Regions from separate parts of the Gossypium hirsutum genome. Here regions 2 and 3 are each linked to region 1. The links are chromatin contacts, called in public Hi-C maps. All regions are on one chromosome and are shown on one strand. The core of a region is the stretch at or near the end of the contact, and the rest is flanking DNA. Distances in the headings are between cores, read along the strand shown.

Region 1 (4,286 bases), core at 1,524-4,023:
AAATTAAAAAATTATTTTTTTGGACCATTTCAACCTTGGGCTTTGAGCAACTATACTCTCAAACAATCCGAAGTCTGGACTTGATTCTTAGTCAATAAGGATAACTTGTTTTTATGAACAAAAGGAACTTCTTGTTACTCAACTAGAGAAAATATTCCTTAAGCGACATGAAAAATTTGTACTTAATCTAAGAAGAGCATATCAATGCATCAAATTAGGAGAAAGTTCATTATGTGTCAATCATAAAACTAGCAATATTTTTTAAAATCAATTAAGAGTAGGAAAAATATATTAAAAAAAAATAGAATCAGCTAAGTTATGTTTTACAGAATCGCTTATAAGTTAACATAATTGTCTATGTTATATGAAAGGTGATCCTAAAATCGAGAAATATTTTTTTGTAATTATTTTAAAAATTATGGTTTTTACATGCTTAAACAACAATATTTTTATTTTAAATTTATTTAATTCTAATGAATTTATCTAAAAACAATAATAATTTATCAAATAATTCACATAAAAAATTATATTTACTAAAAATAATGATATTTGAAATAATTAATCGATTTTATAATATTAGAATTTACCATACTCATAATGTACATTAAAATTAATGATATTTGAAATAATTATTTGATTTTATAATATTAGTAATCATCATATCCACAATGTAGGCGGAGAAAATAAATATTTAACATATAAATATTATATATAAAATATATATCAAAAAAAATTAGTTGATGTTTTTAAAAATAAACTATATTTAATATAATGATAACTATAATATATATTTTTATATTTATTACTTTTTTATATAAATAAAAGAATTATTAATTAAAAAGATGAATTAAATTTTTTTTTGGAAAACAATATATTTATTAATTAAAAATAAAAAAGCTTGGACATGAAATAAAAAAATACAAATATGATTAAAAAAGAAATTGAACTTAGAATTCAAGTAAGAAATCACTATTATTTATCCGTCTAACAAGAGGATGTAATATGTAAAAAAAAACGTGTTTTTAAGTTTTTTCTTAAAAACAATTTATGTCCCTAAAATTTCGAGAAAAAGGGACTAAAACCTTCGTACCATTTTAAGATGAGCATATTTGCTTAATTAAACATGTTGATGAGCATAATAGCAATTATATATATATATATTATATTCAAAAGTAAATTGTGGGATATTATTGTATTGGTGTTTAAAAAAGCACACATTTTAAGACTAACATTTGGGTTTATTGCTTTCAAATCCTCTTTTGAAATAAAGTAATTAAAAAATTAATTTAGTTGGACATGAACATCTATCCAAATTTGTAGAAGTCCATTTAAGAACTTCAGCAGTAGATAAGAAGCTAAAACTTCCAAATCCAGTACCGAACATAGACTTTTATTCTCTTCAACTAATTAATTCACCACCCAAGTTACCAAGGCTGCGATTACTAAGAAGTGTTGTACCAAATTCCATTACCTCCTGGGCTTTTTCTCTAAATTCCACTTGCTATTAACTCTTATCTACTACCATTATGTAGCAGTTAAACTGCCTTCTTGTATCATCAACAACCTTGCTCTACCACCTTCACCATTGCTTGGGCCTAACTTCAAATTTAATTTAATTAAAAAAATAAATTCCATAAACTCGTGTTTAGTACGTAATATGAATAACATACATGATGTTGTTTTCTGCCTGGTTGGAGACGACGGGGACAGGTCAAACTGCTCCATTTTCTTCACTCGTGATTCTATTTTTGAGCATATGGGTTCAAGGGCCCCAATCCCGTTACAGGCGTCGCTAAATTACAACCCCAAAATGATCCCAGCGTTGACTTTTTAGAAAACGTCCACATGGATTTGGTCTCATACCAACACTAGAGACAACCAGCAGCCACCTTTGGCACGCCTTTGGCCTTTGTTGCAGCTAACGGCTAAACCTAAGCCCACTCTGACAATCAAAACAAATTTGTCTCAACTCACCTTTCGTTTTCTAGGATTCACAAAGTCAATGCCCAATACCGATAAAACTTCCCTCACTCTCAAGCAACCTGCCCCTAAATCGTCTCATCTTCTAATATTATTTTTACCCCTTCCTTACTTTTACATCAGTTTTGCATATTTCACCACGTTGTCGTTAATCATCACTATCGAGCTAATTTTAGTAATATTATGCCAACAATATCTGCTCAAGGCTTCAATCATTTGTACAAATGATATAAACTTATGGTTTAAATAATTTTGGAGAGGTATACTATATATTATTATTCTTTAGCGGTTGACCCTTGCTTTGGTTGTAACAGGGGTCCAAGTGTCCGATGGGTTTGTCCACGTTAGATGCATTCATCCCATGAAAACAACGTATAAAGACAAAATCCACAATTAAAAAACACAGAATCCGGTAAGTTTAAAGACAATCAGGGCCATACCTTCTATGGCAGGAATTAATGGCAGGAATTAACATTGAAAAGGGACTTGAATATTGCCAAATTTTATTGTTCCATTTTACATGCTAATAATGACTGGTTTGCAACTAAATTTGTAGTTTTACATACTACAGATGAAGAGCAAAACAGAGTTGATTCAAATAAAACATAATCCATCAAGTTCGTCAAGATACTTTTAGTTATTGTATCAAACCCCCCATCAAGATAAGCACCAATATGGTATACACTTGAGAAAGATTATATTTTTATTTTTAAAATTCCATTTCCATATAGTTAAAAAAGTATATTTTATTATTATATAGAAATAAATATTGAATAGGAGGAGAGTAAAGACAATATATTCTTTAACAAAGTCAAGTTATAAATGTTTAAAAGCCATCAACTTATCTTCATAAATAAAACCCTAACCCTAGCAACTCTTACTTTAAAGTCAAGAGGGCTCACACTCAAAAACCTAAACGTCATAAACTTCCTTGTTCATCTGCTCCACTAGTCTCCTCTTTTCACCCTAAATATTGTACTTGCTAATTATTGCATTATCCTTTTGGGAGTCTTCTCCTAAGTATTTAATTAGATAAACTTAAAGTTTTTGATGCAAGGCTTCTGTAATGGAGGAAGGTGGTGAGAAGGATGATTGGGTTGATGATGGCTCCCAAGAGGAACTTGTAAGAGAGCTTCTTGATGAGGAGTCACTTTTCTTTGTCCTATCTCAAGGTACAATTCAGCCCAAAGCGATAACTTCAGAAGAAGAGGTCAGTAAACAACGTCTGTCCAATGTGTATTCAGGGCCGAGGATCGAAGATATTGAGAATGCTTTATCATCAGTGTCAAACTGGAAGGATCAACCCCAGCAGACCACTAGGTTAGTTTGGTCTTCCCTTGGATCTTTCTTTGAGCTAATGATTAATGTTTCATTTGATCTTAATTAAATTAACAAAATATTTGTTTTTCGACAGGATTAAATCAATGCTGGAAAGAAATTTGAGTAAAATAGAGAGTAAGTATACTCTAAAGGTCAGAAGCTGTGGCAATGGCATGGCTGATGATGGATATAAATGGAGGAAATATGGCCAAAAATCCATCAAAAACAGCCCTAATCCAAGGTCACTGTCTTTTTCCTCTCTCTCTCTCTCTCTCTCTCTCTCAACCTAATAGAAATCTGCTTGCTTAGTTATTGTTCTGAAAGTTTCCATATTAAGTAAGTGGGTTTTCCTTTAAATTGGGATGAAACAGGAGCTATTACAAGTGCACGAACCCAAGATGCAACGCGAAGAAGCAGGTAGAGAAGTCCAGAGATGAGGCAGATACACTCATCATCACCTATGAAGGGCTCCACCTACACTTTGTCGACCCATATTTCCCACCACTCAATGACCAGCCTTTTCAACATGATAATAATGCACCAACCAAGAAGCCCAAGAAGGCCATTTCGGAATCTGATGAGTCACGGGCTTTTGGACTTCCACAAACAATGCAAATCCAAGAAGCTACAACAAATAATATCAACTCAGCTGTCTCGTTGGAAGGCTGCCCTTGCCCTCAAGAGGTAGCTTCGGAAGGGTTGCTTGAAGATGTAGTGCCTTGGATTATAAGGAATCCATTCCACAACAATATTATCTCCTCCAATTCCACCTCTTGTTCATCTTCACAGACTCGCTCCCCTCCTGTTTCACCCTCTTCACTCTCTTGGTCTCCTAATTATAATCCCTGGCCTGTTTTCATATAATCATCATATATTGTAGCATTAATTAGGTGAACATTTTTCTTTGTGGACCGGAAGTTGAAATCCCAATAAATTATAGTAAGTTTTTATTAATTCTAATTACTCTGCTCTTATTATTATGATCA
Region 2 (3,943 bases), core at 784-3,283, 150 kb before region 1:
ATTAAACTCATAGGATATTCTTAATGTCTTTGGGATAAATTCTTTTTCCCAATATGATCATATTTTATCTTATGGTAACCATTACATCTTTCTGTTAAATCTAATGCCCTAAGTGTAGTATATTCATTTGTATATTTATATTTTTTTCAATCAGATTGGTTTAATAAAAATATCCATGAATTATATTAATATTTTTTTCATATTGTCCTTAATGGTTTTTGCATGCAAAGGAAAATGGAAGCAAATATTAGCTCACTGGTTATTTAATGTTTAACTAATTCTGAGCAGTACTACGTGGTCAGATAGTAATACGAAAAGACAACTTATATTAGTAGATGAACTTAAACATGTCCTTAGTCTAATCAGAAATGAGCAAATTGATTGAAAGACAAGTATGTCGTCTATAATCCAATTAGGGAGTTGACTGGATTGACAGTACATCGGACAGAACCAAGTGTAACAGATCATGAATCTGTTTATGGATTTAATCACTTGTGATGTTCAAAGTGTGCCATACCTTAACCCAAAGTGGATGGTGGACTATATATGCATGACTTGTATACTTTGATATAAGTAGAAGCCTGAGTTCAAATAGATAAGGAATCAAAAGTTGGTGTATTGGGACTTTTGCAGTATGTAGCATCATTCACAATAGTGGAACTCATAGCCCAAGGAATGGGTAAATGATATCCTCTCATTGGTATTACATGATAGATGAAAAGCAAACGTGGTCACGGGTCATTTGTCTTTATGATGGATGACTTAATTACTATTTGATAGTAATTACTTTTCATGAAGGAAGATGTAATGATTACCATGAAATAAAATAGGGTTATATTGGAAGAATGTATTTATCCTAAAGAGATTAAGAATATCATATGAGGGTAACACACTTATGATAACATTATTGGATGAGCACTGGTCGAGTAACTTTTGTAATGTTATGTAATTGGGGAGAGCCCAGCTACAATACTATAGTGAAATAACTTTGTGGCTGAGCCCGAAATTACCAATTAGATATCTAGTGATTTTCAGTTAATGATTATTTTAAGAGATTTCAAATAATCATCTTCTTTTAGAGAGAATATCATTTTATGGCAATCCTTTAATAATTGTTATATGTGATTGTGTGCATTCAAAACATGTTTTTGAATAAAAGGAAAGGATATTAATCTTTAATCCTTACATTCAAGTCGTTTTGAATAGAAACAAAAAGGACTTGTCAAAATAGAAACACAGCTAACTTTGTGTGATTTCAATTTTTGAGCAAAAATTCTTGAAATAGGTTTTTTAGGGGATTTTTCCGGTCGTAGTTGTCGGGTGGATCACGTAGAAACGTAGAGGCTAGGACTCTTTCATTGCAACTAAGGGTTGTGACATCGTGAGAGGAATCAACCCCATACCAATGCAGTTTTAGAGCGTTTAGAATATAATTTCAATCTTTCTCAACCCGTATCCGTTCTTGTACATGAATATTCATAAATTATTATCGCCGAAATTATTTTTCCTTTGCGACATAGGGTGTCTCAACGTTCCAACAGTTTCTAAGTAAGGAGCAAATAGATTAACACTTGGAGCTCGAAAGGGGCTTGCCTCTATTGACAATGACACATCGAAAAGTACATAAGTTGTAGTGTTTAACAATGTATAATTCTCCTCTGCCGTCCATAAAAGAAGAAAACGGAAAAACCCAAATTCAGTATGACAACTGACCTAAACTACTAAAATGGTATAGCTATTGTCTAATATCCATAACTCCAGATATCTTGAGGTGAAAATTTTCGTTTTATCGAACGGATCCCAAATGCATAGGGGGAGAAAGCCTTAGTAAACTAATATCCCATCCATGTAAATTACATTATAATAAAACCAAATTTCGGGTTAATACAATATCTAATTAGGAATCTTTCTTTTAGGGGAAGAGTAATATCCACTAGAGCTAACGGTTAAAAAATTAGCAAGGGCGGCTAACTTAAGCAGTAGACTATAAATAGGAAGAAAATGTGCCAGGGTCTCCACAATACGGGAAACCATGGGTTCAAATGGAACCTTTCTAGACAATGAAGAGGCACCCACTTATGCTCCATCAATTCCAGTTCCTAATGTTCAAGAGCTGGTGAGGAAGGATCCTTTTCAGGTTCCACAAAGATATGTTAGGAAAGTGGAAGATAGGCCAAAAGATACTGATACGTCATATCTTTCTTCATTTATTCCTGTCATTGATTTGTCTTTGCTGTTAATGGGAAACAATGAGGAGCTAAACAAACTGGATCTGGCTTGCCGAGAATGGGGTTTCTTTCAGGTATGTATTGTTAGTGAAAGAATATGAAGGGTAGGGTGTAAAAAATGAACAATATTTCAAGTATGACAAAGAAAAGTTGGCCGCCTTTTTAGAGTTACAATTGATGGAATTTTGGCAGGTGGTAAATCATGGAGTTGCAAAGCAAGTATCGCAGAAAATGAAGGATGCTGCAGCCGAGTTTTTTAAGCTTTCACTAGAAGAGAAAAACAAGTATGCCATGCCCTCAGACGACATACAAGGGTATGGGCATGCATATGTCGTTTCCGAAGATCAAATACTGGACTGGTCGGATGCACTCATACTTTTGGTTCACCCCTCACATTATAGGAAGCTCAAGTTTTGGCCCAATTCACCAAAAGGGATCCAGTATGTATTCAGATGATATGGCCGAATCATAGCACTTGCATTTTCCAGTTGTATTTGCGCTATGTTAATTCAAATATATTGTCATATAGGGAAATCATAAAAGAATATTCAAATGCAATCCGAAAAGTTGCAACTGAGCTCTTTCAATCATTTTCTCTGATCATGGGAATGGACAAGGAAGCTCTGCTTGGACTGCATAAACAATTGGTGCAAGCTTACCGAGTGAACTACTACCCTCCCTGCTCCAAACCTGACCAAGTACTAGGTGTTAGCCCACATTCAGACACAAGCACTATAACCATACTTATGCAGGAAGATGATGTGTGTGGATTGCAGATTAAGAATAACAACGAGTGGGTTCCGGTTAATCCAATCCCAGATGCACTGGTGGTGAATGTCGGCGATGTCTTTGAGGTAAATAAAACATGTTTTCATTGGTGTTGGTGTAAGCAAAGACAAAATTTGAGCTGACTTTTTTATTATTTTACTTGTGTGTCAGATATGGAGTAATGGCAAGTACAAGAGTGTTGAGCAAAGAGCAGTTGCAAATTATAGTAAGGCAAGAATTTCTTATGCATCATTCCTGTTTCCGCACGATGAGGTAGAGATTGAGCCCCCAAGTCACATGGTCGACTCAAAAACAAAACAGCAGCTTTATAAAAAAGTGAGATATGGGGAGTATTTGAGAAGCTCCATGAATAAAAAAATGGAGGGCAAAGCACATACCCAGATGGCTAAGATTGAAGGTTAAGAAAGTCAAATATGGGGAGTTTTGAGGACCAAGGCACACACCAGATGCATAGATTCAAACTCTCGCTTTAGTTTCTGTTCCATTTTTATAGAAAAGATCAATAACAGTAACCATCAAAGAGCAGTTTTTGTTCATTTCACCAAATGATACTTCACCGCTATTGTTGCCTCAAGTATCCATATCTTAATTAAAAAGAAACGGTCTAGAATTAGAATTTATCCCATACTTGAATGAACAACCAAAAAAAATAAGAAAGACACGAGTATTTACATGTCACTAATATTTTTTCCATTAAGCCAAAGGAGAATATACATACCCAGAGGCATATAACAGCGTGCAATAAGGACAAACAGAGTGAAAATAAACAAATCTAGTGCTAATTTTATCAGGATATGATAAATAAACTAGCCTACGGCTTCAGCCTATATGTGTAGATTTCCCAGCCCCTTTCAGATTCGGTTTGGATTTTTTGTACTGGTACCTTGAATATTGGTTTCCGTCAGTTTGGAGGGCTTGGTCCTAAT
Region 3 (4,304 bases), core at 211-2,710, 170 kb after region 1:
GTATATTTATTTAAAATTAAAATATAATTTTTAATATTTATTAGTTAAATATTTAAATATAATTAAAAAATTCAATTAATTAATCAGTCATAAAATTAACCTTTTATAAATAACAGAGAAAAAACAAGACAATTTTGTTTCATAATTAAGTGAAAATATATACTGATTAATGTAAATAATATTATTAAGTCATTTTTGAATTAAGAATAACTATAAAATTGAAAGGGCTAGATTAGTAAATAAAAGAAAGTAGAAAGCCTTATAAAAATAAATAATACGAAGGGGTTTATGCTGCAAATAACCCCTCTGTTTATCTTCTAGTGCCAATTTTCAATACTTTAATATATATTAGTTTGCATATATTTCAAATAATTCAGTAATTTCTTATAAATTTTGTGAATGTTGATGAATCAATTAAATGTTTTATAATATTGGAAATTGAAAGTTTAGAATTCAATTGGTAGCATCTTTAAAGTCCCACCTACTTTATTTGTGAAATTGTATTATCAATATAGTAATAGAAAATGTTTAATTATGTGGTTCATTACTTACTTTCCAATGCATATTTGTTGTGACAATATGGGAGGAATTACTTTCCTTCAATAAAATGAAGTAAATGGATAGGAATAGCCACCGGAGTAGGGCGACGACGGCTAAGTCAAGTGAAGAGGAAACAATAAACTACTTTACTTACCCACGTAGAAATCTAAAAATTATTAGATTTTCATTACCCATTTAACAGTAGACTACAAAATCAAATTTTGAAAAAAATTTAATGATTAAATTGAGAATTTTTATAGTTGTGTGAACAAAAAAGAATCACCTACATAATTAGGTATTAGTTTAACTTTTTTTTTTGTTTAATTTATGATTTCACACTTGTACTATCTCCATTCTCCTAATATGTCTCTGAACTTGTTAGGACTGATTTACTTTTTGTTCAAACACCTATTTAAACATCTCTTCAAACAACACCTTTGAGACACCTATCCGAGATATTGACTTTTTTACTTGAGCCTTCACCGCTATTTTCTCCATAAGCAAATGAGTGTTGCATTTCAATGTTTCAATCTGAATAATTAAACCTTATTTTAAAGATTCTTCTAAAAAGAACTGATTTATGTGTGAAATCAAAAAGCTTAAACTTTCTAGTACCATCTTACGTGAAGGATGCATGTGCAAGCATTCCAATTATGGTAATTAGGTCTTCAATTTTTGCACCACTCTTTGACTAAAACAAAATTAAGAACTGCCCATGTGTGAGCCACATGGCCTTCAAATTTCGGAGTCTTAGGAACAAAACCAAACATGTCTTAAATAGTAATAATAAAAGTTGTGAGGTTTGAATTTTAATTGCAGAAAAATGGGGTTAATGAGAAATGGACTGCATTCATTTATTGTGGGCCCCCACTCTTCACTCTTCCGGTTCCTCAATAAGTACCCCCCCAACTTTCTTCCCGCTTTCCATTCGCCCCAAAGTTAACGAATCACCCTTTCTTTCTTTTACCTCATAATTTCCTCTTTAAATAAAACAATGGCTGTTGACGCTTCTTCTTCTTCCTTGACACTGCTATGCTTTGCTTCATTGATGTGCCTTTTTGGCATGGTGAATGCAAGAATCCCTGGAGTTTACACTGGTGGCTCTTGGGAATCTGCCCATGCTACTTTTTATGGTGGCAGTGATGCTTCTGGAACTATGGGTATTTCTTTCTTTCTATTAATCTTATAACATTTAATATTTTGTTTTACTTCTAGTGCAAAGCGGTAAAAAAATAACCCATTTTGTTAACATGCATTTTCCAACAAAATCTCTGTTTCGTCTTCTTTTTTTTTATTTTATTGCATTGCATTATTTTCTTCATGTCCATTAAAATGCCTTCAATTGTTTCCCTTTTTTGTTTGTTAAGGCGGTGCATGTGGGTATGGGAATCTGTACAGCCAAGGGTATGGCGTGAACACTGCAGCATTAAGCACAGCCATTTTCAACAATGGGCTAAGCTGCGGAGCTTGCTTTGAGATCAAGTGCACGGATGACCCAAGATGGTGCCACCCAGGCAACCCTTCCATTTTTATTACTGCTACTAACTTTTGCCCTCCTAACTATGCTCTCCCAAGTGATAATGGCGGCTGGTGTAACCCTCCTCGCCCTCACTTTGACCTTGCCATGCCTATGTTCCTTAAGATCGCCGAGTACCGTGCTGGTATTGTCCCCGTTTCCTTCCGCAGGTCAGTCTCCCTCATTACTCTTCCATTTATTAGTATTTTTACGAAGAGAAGGGTGGTGAAATGTGTATACATTTAGGAACCAAACACAGTATTGTTTTTAATTAAAATAACTTTTTACGTACTTCCTTGGGAAAGGCAAAAGGAGGGCCTCAAAAGAATCGCCCTTTATGACCTCATTATCTCGGGGTCTGTTGAGATTTTGAGAATCAATCCAGAATTTAATATCCTTTACCCACACTTAGATCCAACGGTTTTCCTGTGACGCCTGGAATGACCCAAACACCCCTCCTCTCTCGATTCCCAATGATTACCAGGGCAGTACTGTAAATTTGGGGATCACCAAGATTTTCCGCCCATTCAGACATCCTCCTTAAACGACAAAATTGACGACATACCATCATTAATGCAGGAAAAAAGGGCTTTCAATTTATGTAATTTCCACAAACACCCTTCTTATTAAATTATTGATTGATTGACAGAGTGCCATGCCGAAAGCAAGGTGGAATTAGATTCACTATCAACGGATTCCGTTATTTCAACTTGGTTTTGGTCACCAACGTGGCGGGTGCGGGGGATATTGTGAAGGTGAGCGTGAAAGGAACCAACACCGGTTGGTTGAGCATGAGCCGTAACTGGGGTCAGAACTGGCAGTCCAACGCCGTTTTGGTAGGCCAACAACTCTCGTTTAGAGTGACGGGCAGTGATAGAAGAACCTCCACCTCCTGGAACGTGGCACCAGCTAATTGGCAGTTCGGACAAACCTTCACCGCAAAGAATTTCCGTGTTTGATTTTAAACACACTTCTTTCCCCTTTTAATTTTTATTACCACTTCTTCAATTTAACTTTCTCTTTCCTGCCCTTCAATTTTCCTTTATTTTCTCGGGAAAATTTGAAGTGGCGGGTGGGTAAAAATGGGCTTTTGGGTAGGACTTTACGGAAAAGAAAAATAGATAGCAAAGTCACCAAGTGACCATTGTGTGTGTTGTTGGATTTGAGTCATGAGTGTTGCATTTTGTAGTTCTTTTGTTTGTGAATTGCAAGTAAGCTGGTGGGTAACAGTAAAAAAAATTCCAGCTGATGGCAAAAAAAGTTGTAAGGTGGGGGTGCTGAAGCGGCTGCAAAGCAAAAGAAAACATGCAGCCCGCAGCACTCGAGTCATATAGTAGTTTCATTTTTACTGCTATGAGAATAAGAGAGATTTAGATAAACCAAAACAATATTTTCTTGATCTGCAATGTCTTTCTTGTGTCTCTACGTTAAATAATTGAAAAGGCAATTGCTTCTTTGTCTTTGTTGCAATGGCAATTATATTGAAGATTGTGATAAAAGGAAGTGGGCCATTTCTGATTCTGATGGACATCACATTCCAAATTTAGATAAAAAAGAAGAAAACAAAAAGGGCCATTTGGGTTAATTTCCTCTCTTCCAATAATGATAATGATGTACCCTAGACATCCATTTATAAATATGCTAAGCTTGCTTTACAAGTAAAAATATAAAAAATTTGGCCTCCATTCTGTTATTTTTCATTCTACTGACTGAATATGCTCTTTCATACATTTATTTTTGCAGACAAATGGTTTTTCTTTTTTCTTAATTTACGGATTAAGAATCAAACTTATCTAATTTTATTTTATTTTTTAAAAGAAATACCATGTTGTTATCGTTTGTCTTTTTAGGTAAAAAATAGGCCGGTGGAGTAGGCCATGTTAAACAGAGTTCAGAGTAGGCCATGTTAAACAGAGTTCAATCCATCCCCTCCACAAAACCAAAATTGCAGAAGCCTGTTTTATAAAATAATAGCAGTTTTATAATAAGCTTATATTGAATATTAATAACAATAAATTGCTTGAATGATTTCATCTTGTCAGAAAATAATAAAACTTACCTTTTAGAGGAAAAAAATAGTGGGTGAGATTGATCTGGGCTTTTAAACTAAAAGTGGTAACGTGCGTGTTCCTTTTCGCTAAAACTTATAAATTCAAATGAATTAGACGCCGTCTGTGGGAATACCCGCGACCACGTGGTTAAAAGCCACGCTCTCTACCAGCTGAGCTAAGACGGCTGCTAATTAAAA

What was found. A called contact is a pair of places that touch in the nucleus more often than the background predicts.
Region 2: a Hi-C map of hypocotyl shows a contact between it and region 1, with 1.9 times the contacts expected there. The contact joins the promoter of LOC107948888 here to the promoter of LOC107899317 in region 1. A contact is called at or near these places in 4 of 34 Hi-C or Micro-C datasets (hypocotyl and leaf).
Region 3: a Hi-C map of leaf shows a contact between it and region 1, with 2.1 times the contacts expected there. The contact joins the promoter of LOC107948911 here to the promoter of LOC107899317 in region 1. A contact is called at or near these places in 4 of 34 Hi-C or Micro-C datasets (callus and leaf).

Annotation. Positions count from the first base shown.
Region 1 is chrA04:73,341,479-73,345,764 of Gossypium_hirsutum_v2.1, reverse strand. LOC107899317 (probable WRKY transcription factor 49) reads left to right here and starts at 2,773. Exons shown (of 3, transcript XM_016824999.2): 1 at 2,773-3,300; 2 at 3,395-3,541; 3 at 3,672-4,260. The coding sequence starts at 3,047. The coding sequence ends at 4,164.
Region 2 is chrA04:73,491,931-73,495,873 of Gossypium_hirsutum_v2.1, reverse strand. LOC107948888 (protein SRG1) reads left to right here and starts at 2,033. Exons shown (of 4, transcript XM_016883546.2): 1 at 2,033-2,302; 2 at 2,421-2,668; 3 at 2,758-3,082; 4 at 3,168-3,649. The coding sequence starts at 2,033. The coding sequence ends at 3,419. It overlaps LOC107948887 (hsp70 nucleotide exchange factor fes1), which reads right to left. Exons shown (of 6, transcript XM_016883545.2): 6 at 3,685-3,943. The coding sequence ends at 3,919.
Region 3 is chrA04:73,174,206-73,178,509 of Gossypium_hirsutum_v2.1, reverse strand. LOC107948911 (expansin-A6) reads left to right here and starts at 1,460. Exons shown (of 3, transcript XM_016883572.2): 1 at 1,460-1,700; 2 at 1,908-2,226; 3 at 2,706-3,512. The coding sequence starts at 1,535. The coding sequence ends at 3,015.